Regions from separate parts of the Gossypium hirsutum genome. Here region 1 is linked to region 2. A link is a contact called in public Hi-C data. All regions are on one chromosome and are shown on one strand. The core of a region is the stretch at or near the end of the contact, and the rest is flanking DNA. Distances in the headings are between cores, read along the strand shown.

Evidence for each region. Hi-C and Micro-C count contacts between places; a contact is called where the count stands out from the background.
Region 1: a contact with region 2 is called in a Hi-C map of leaf, with 1.9 times the contacts expected there. The contact joins the promoter of LOC107910232 here to the promoter of LOC107910589 in region 2. A contact is called at or near these places in 2 of 34 Hi-C or Micro-C datasets (both in leaf).

Annotation. Positions count from the first base shown.
Region 1 is chrD02:14,483,120-14,486,145 of Gossypium_hirsutum_v2.1, reverse strand. LOC107910232 (probable enoyl-CoA hydratase 1, peroxisomal) reads left to right here and starts at 1,311. Exons shown (of 3, transcript XM_016838016.2): 1 at 1,311-2,022; 2 at 2,107-2,389. The coding sequence starts at 1,613.
Region 2 is chrD02:13,887,940-13,890,830 of Gossypium_hirsutum_v2.1, reverse strand. LOC107910589 (transmembrane protein 50 homolog) reads left to right here and starts at 1,285. Exons shown (of 4, transcript XM_016838471.2): 1 at 1,285-1,636; 2 at 1,745-1,832; 3 at 2,651-2,803. The coding sequence starts at 1,504.

The sequences.
Region 1 (3,026 bases), core at 62-2,561, 600 kb before region 2:
TTTTTTTATTTCAAATAACTTTTCGAGATCTACGCGCTGACAAACAGCCGAAGGCGGTTTGCCACACTTTTCATCGAAAAAGATCCCTTTTTGCCCCTAAATTTTAATTTTTTCGGTTTAAAATTAAATTTTAAAACATTCAAATCATTATTTTCCTTATTTATTTGAAGTAAACACCGGATTTTTTTACAGAATTGTTGTATTATTTCTTCTGATTTGACACGTGTATGGAATAGGTCCGATAAATCGTTAGAACGTAAGTAATATAATTAAGATAATAACAGTATTTTTATAATATATCAATTAATTAGTTTAGTTTAGTTGGTTAAGATGCTTGCTCTTTTCCTTTAATACCTTGGTTCGAATCTTGTTGTTAACAATTTTGAATCTTTTTTAAATCAATAGCAACAAGTACAAAAAAATATTCAAATGGCACATCACATTCCTCAACAGTCAACTCTTTTAACATAGAAAAGGAATTCTTATGAAATTTGCTGTGCCATATCCTCTTTGCGTTCCTCAAATGGCAGATTGTGATTTTCTCCAAGTTAGGAAAAGTAACCTGCATAATGATAGAAAGTGCTAATTACAATTAGAAATAACTTATATAAAATGTTAGCTCATCGATGCTTAGGCAAAGGCATCGGTAACTCATATAATTAAGACAATTAGAATCATTGGTCGTTTGAGAAGAACTTAAATGAATTTAATATAAAATTATATTCAGTTGACTTTTCTGTACGTAACTATTAACATATACACACACTACAAATAATGATTTGAATGTTTCGAAATTTAATTTTAAACCGAAAAAATCAAAATTTAGGGGCAAAAGGGATCTTTTTCGATGAAAAGTGTGGCAAACAACCTTCGGCAGTTTTTCAGCATGTAGATCTCAAAAAGTTATTCGAAATAAAAAAAATTCGTCTTAATCGGACAACCGAGCGAAAAGTTATGGCCTTTCAAAATTTTTCAAGCTAAAAATGAGAAACTGTTCATCCACATCAACAAATCGCGCCCTAGGGCGCGATTTGTGTCCACGTAAGCAAATCACACTGACATGAACGCGATTTCCTGGCGCGTACCCTAACATCGCGCTGACGTGGACGCGATTTCACGAAAAATGGACTATTCCAATAAATTAAATAATTGGTCTATTTCAGTAATTTTTAAAAAAAAAATTTAGTCATTTGCCCTAATATAACATCTTCTGATCAGGCCGTATCCAAATTAAAATTTTTTATCTAAGACTTAACCTAAATAAATATTTTTTATTTAAATTCTTTTATATTTTAAGTAGATCTCTGGGCTTAGACAAGTGAGTTGGCACTCGAATAGATCTACGATTGAGTTAGTTTACCCTTAAATGAAATAAACAGTAGGGAGTGGGATTTTTTTGTTTTCTTATGTTCTTATCCGCTTTCCCGTCGCCGTAATCAGACACGCAATTCAAGGCATTATCTACACGCGATCAACGATGATGACGAAACCCATTTACCAAAACCAGATCCATGTTGAAAATATTTTTTTTATATAACCATTTCCAAAATTGCAATAAAATTTATTCATCTTCTCTTTTGAATCTTTCCCTTTCTTTCCTTTTCCTGTAAAAATGGAGGGTTCCTCGTCTGACAAGCTGATCGTTGTGACCCGTGAACCTGATGGGATCGCTATTGTTACCATCAATCGACCCAAATCTCTCAACTCCTTGACCCGACCCATGATGGTGGACTTGGCCAAGGCTTTCAAGGCTCTTGCGAAGGACAACTCGGTGCGGGTCATCATCTTGTCTGGAGCTGGACGGGCTTTCTGTTCAGGCGTGGATTTGACGGCTGCACAAGATGTTTTCAAGGGTGACGTTAAGGACCCGGAGACGGATCCGGTTGTTCAGATGGAGCAATGCCCCAAACCCATCATCGGAGCTATCAACGGCGTTGCTATTACTGCCGGCTTCGAGATCGCCCTCGCTTGTGACATGCTGGTCGCTGCTAAGGGAGCCACTTTCGTTGATACTCACGCCAGGTAACAATTGCTGAAGATAAACAAGTCGAAGGCTTTGATTGTCTCATGTGTTGATTTAGTGTTGTTTTCAAAAAATGATTGTAGATTTGGGATATTTCCTTCATGGGGTTTATCCCAGAAGCTTGCACGCTTCATAGGACCAAACAAGGCTCGCGAAGTGTCGTTGGCAGCCATGCCTTTGTCAGCAGAGGAAGCTGAGAAATTGGGGTTTGTCAATTATGTTGTTGACCAAAATGAAGTGTTGAATAAAGCTCGACAACTTGCAGGAGCAATTATGAAGAACAGTCAAGACTTGGTTCTCAGGTACAAGTCTGTGATCAATGATGGGTACAAATTGGATCTTCGCCAGGGTCTTGCCATAGAAAAGGTATTCATTAAGCTTATGTGTATCTTTTCTTGGATAAGCATGGTTTTATTTATCTAAAAGAACTTGGAAATTGCTGCTACATAATGAAAAGAAAGTAATCAAAGCTATGCAATACAAGAATAAAAGAAAGTGAAAAAGATTGTATTCCATGTGTCTTTACATGGTATCTTAGCCCTGCTAACGGTCGTCTTCGCACGGTTAATGGTATGTTTGGTAATCTGCTGAAAAGTTCCATATAATCTGTTGTTTATCTCCCTTCAAATCTGGTAGATGAAGGTCCTAGCAATACTCAATACAATTCTGATCGAGGATTCACTGCTTAAGTATCTTTATAGCTTTTTTTGAGTTCGCATTGACATAGAATATCCTTTGCGACTTTCTTAGAGAGCACAATTTGAAGAACAAGTAGTTTTTAAATTCTTGCTCTGGCTGACAGAGAACACACGCACAGTATGGTGTTATCCTCCAGGATAGTGAATGATCCTTGGTTGACAGCCTAATAAGTGTAGCCATCCAATAAATCATTGCAGGCTTTGGGATTTGGAGAGGAAACCAAATTAGTTTTACACCATTCAGGTTGCATAGAGGACCCTGAGTATTTGACATCAGGGAAATTCGAGATTAACCTTGCTGCCTA
Region 2 (2,891 bases), core at 36-2,535:
TTATATTAAAAGATTGAGGACTAAAATGATAATTTTTTTTATTTTACTTATATTATGTGGAAAAACAAAATTTTAGAAATAATTTATCATTGGAGTTTTTAACGAGAGTGACAAAAATGATCGAACTATGTAACGTGGGTACCTAAATTGTAAACTTTTTATTTTAGGTGCCTAAAATAAGAATTTTTTTTAGTTCAGTGACTATCTGTGTAGTTTACCCTTTGATAAATACTAATTTGCTAGCATGATCTAAATTAGTACTTAGGTAAACTACACCTAAGATCACTAAACTATTAGTAAATTTACACTTTAGTCACTCAACTTAAAAAACATTCAAATTAGTTACTAAATTATACGAAGATTACAAGTTGGTCATTGACCTGTTAAGTTCCTAATGGATGTTAGATGTGAGGATGGATAAGTTTACAATTTGGTCACTAAATAATGCTCAAAATGACTTGTAAATTTGCTAATAGTCAAGTGACCAAATTATAATTTTACTAATATTTAATTGTCCAAATTGTAAATTTACTAATACAAGAGTGACCAAAGTGTAAACTGACTCATCCCCGCATCTAACATTGGTTAGGAACATAATGGCTAGTGACCAACTTATAATTTTCGAATGGTTCAATGATCAATTGTATCTTTTTGAAATTAAATAATCAAAGTATAAATTTATTAATAATTTAGTGATATTTGGTGTAGTTTAGGTTTAATACATTTATTTTTAGATGAAATAAAAGTTTTCATAAATATACGTATCGATCCGAGAGGGAGTTATAAGTAGAATTGTCCATGGATCGGGTCAAGTTCAGGTCAGGCCTTAACAAAATTTTAGGCTCGAGATTGGCCTGGGCTAGCCCGAAAAATGGCCTAAATTTTTGCCCAAGCTTAGCTTGGATTAAAAAATGCTAAAACCCGAGCCCAACCATATTAATTTTCTTATTTTTATTTTTTATATAAAAATTAAAAAATATAATACAAAAAATATACAAAAAATATTAAAATAAATATTTTCCTATAAATTGAAAATAAATTAAAAAAGTCTTTATAATTAAATAACACTAAGATAAGTGCTTGTTAGTAAAATTAATAATAAAACAAGTGTTATACAATGTGCAAAAATTAACAACAAAATAGTAGTAATATAATGGTAAAATGTTAGCATAACAGTAGAAAAAAGTGAGAAAACAGTAACAAAATATGGAAAAACAATAGCAAAACAACAAGATTCTTTTTATTGTAAATTCAAACAAGGTTGGGCCTAACCCAAGCAAAAATTTTTACCCAAAACTCAACCTATTCTCTAAACAGATCTTGTATTTTATCCAAATCCCCTCAGGCAGATGTTCCATCGGGCTGGTGACCCAACTGATGGACAACTATAGTTATAAGAGTGGAAAATAATGTTCAGCATATTAGCTGTACAGTTTTCTCTCTTTCTTTTTTGTTCCTTGTCAATTATTAGTCAATTAATTAGATCGGAGAACAATCAATCAAATGGAGTTAGGGGAACTGTGGGCGATCTTCGGTCCCGGCGTCGCTGGCGCAGTGTTCGGTGCCGGCTGGTGGTTTTGGGTCGACGCCGTCATATGCAGCTCCGTCAATGTCTCTTTCGTCCACTATTTACCTGGTACATCGTGTTTCACCTTTTTTTCTTCCATTAATTTATCAGCTTCCTTTCTAATTTCCTATTATCAATGTTTATATGGTTCATCATTATTATTATTTATTTATTTAGGAATATTTGCTTCTATCGCGGCTTTGATGTTCAATTGCGTTAGGAAAGAGGATATTGATTACTCTCCTTATGATGAAGGCGAGTGGAGGTTAGCTATTTCTTTTCCTTACCTATTTTAATTGAAGCTTTTTTCCCCGAGAAGTTTCCTTCCATATGCTCTACAGAGTTTGATTATACATTCTATTACTGAATTTTGCTAAAATTATAATAATCTTGCCAGTGTTTTGAAAGTTAAGTACTTAGTTAGGGTTTTACTATTTGCTCTGAGTTGTGATACTTTCTGGTGAAATTGAGCTGCTTTTTTTCATATGGCTACTTGAAACGAGGTTTATTGATTTTGTAATGATTACTTTTGAACTCCGAATTCCATAAGCATATTTCTTCGGATTCAACCATAAGCCTGGCAATAATCGTTTCTTTATGACTTGAAAATTTTCAGTAGTAAATGTAAAGAAGTTTGCAGCATGTATTGATGCCATTATCTGAGGGTGAGGGTGTTATATCGGCTAACAATATGTGTTATGCATGGTTTGTCCTGTTCATCCTTGTGTTTAGTGGTACTTAATAAGCTGATCTATTCATCGGCACTTGTAGAGATTAGAATTCTGGATTTGGCACTAGGGCTTTATTTGAATTAAAGCAATTGGGAATTGCTAATGGTGTTTATGCTTTTGATGCACATTCTATCTTGTTTTGTTTTCTTGCCATGCGCCTTGGTTTTCATGTAATTGTGTTTATTGCTTATATTAAGATTGTTTATGTGGCACGTTTCTAGTTGTCCCAACGAATCTGCTGACCATCCTCGTAAATGTTCTGCTATATATTCCAACTCTAGATTCCTTTTATGAAAATTGCTATAAGATTGCTTGTTTTGGGCTAATGGATGCTAATCCGTGATTACAACAGGTTGAAGCTCTGGCTTTTCTTTGCTTATGTTGTATCCTTTGTCTCACTAGCTGCTTCAGTTGGCCTCTTGATACAAGACTCACTAGTGAAATCTGGTCCTTCAATGTGGACGGGTACTGCAGGCATCTTACAGTGTGTGTTTGTCTTAATCAGGTAAATGTTTTCCGTATTTGAAATTGCAGCTATCATCCATATCATGTTAGGTTAATTTTTCTGTAATTATTTCAATTGGAAAATGAAT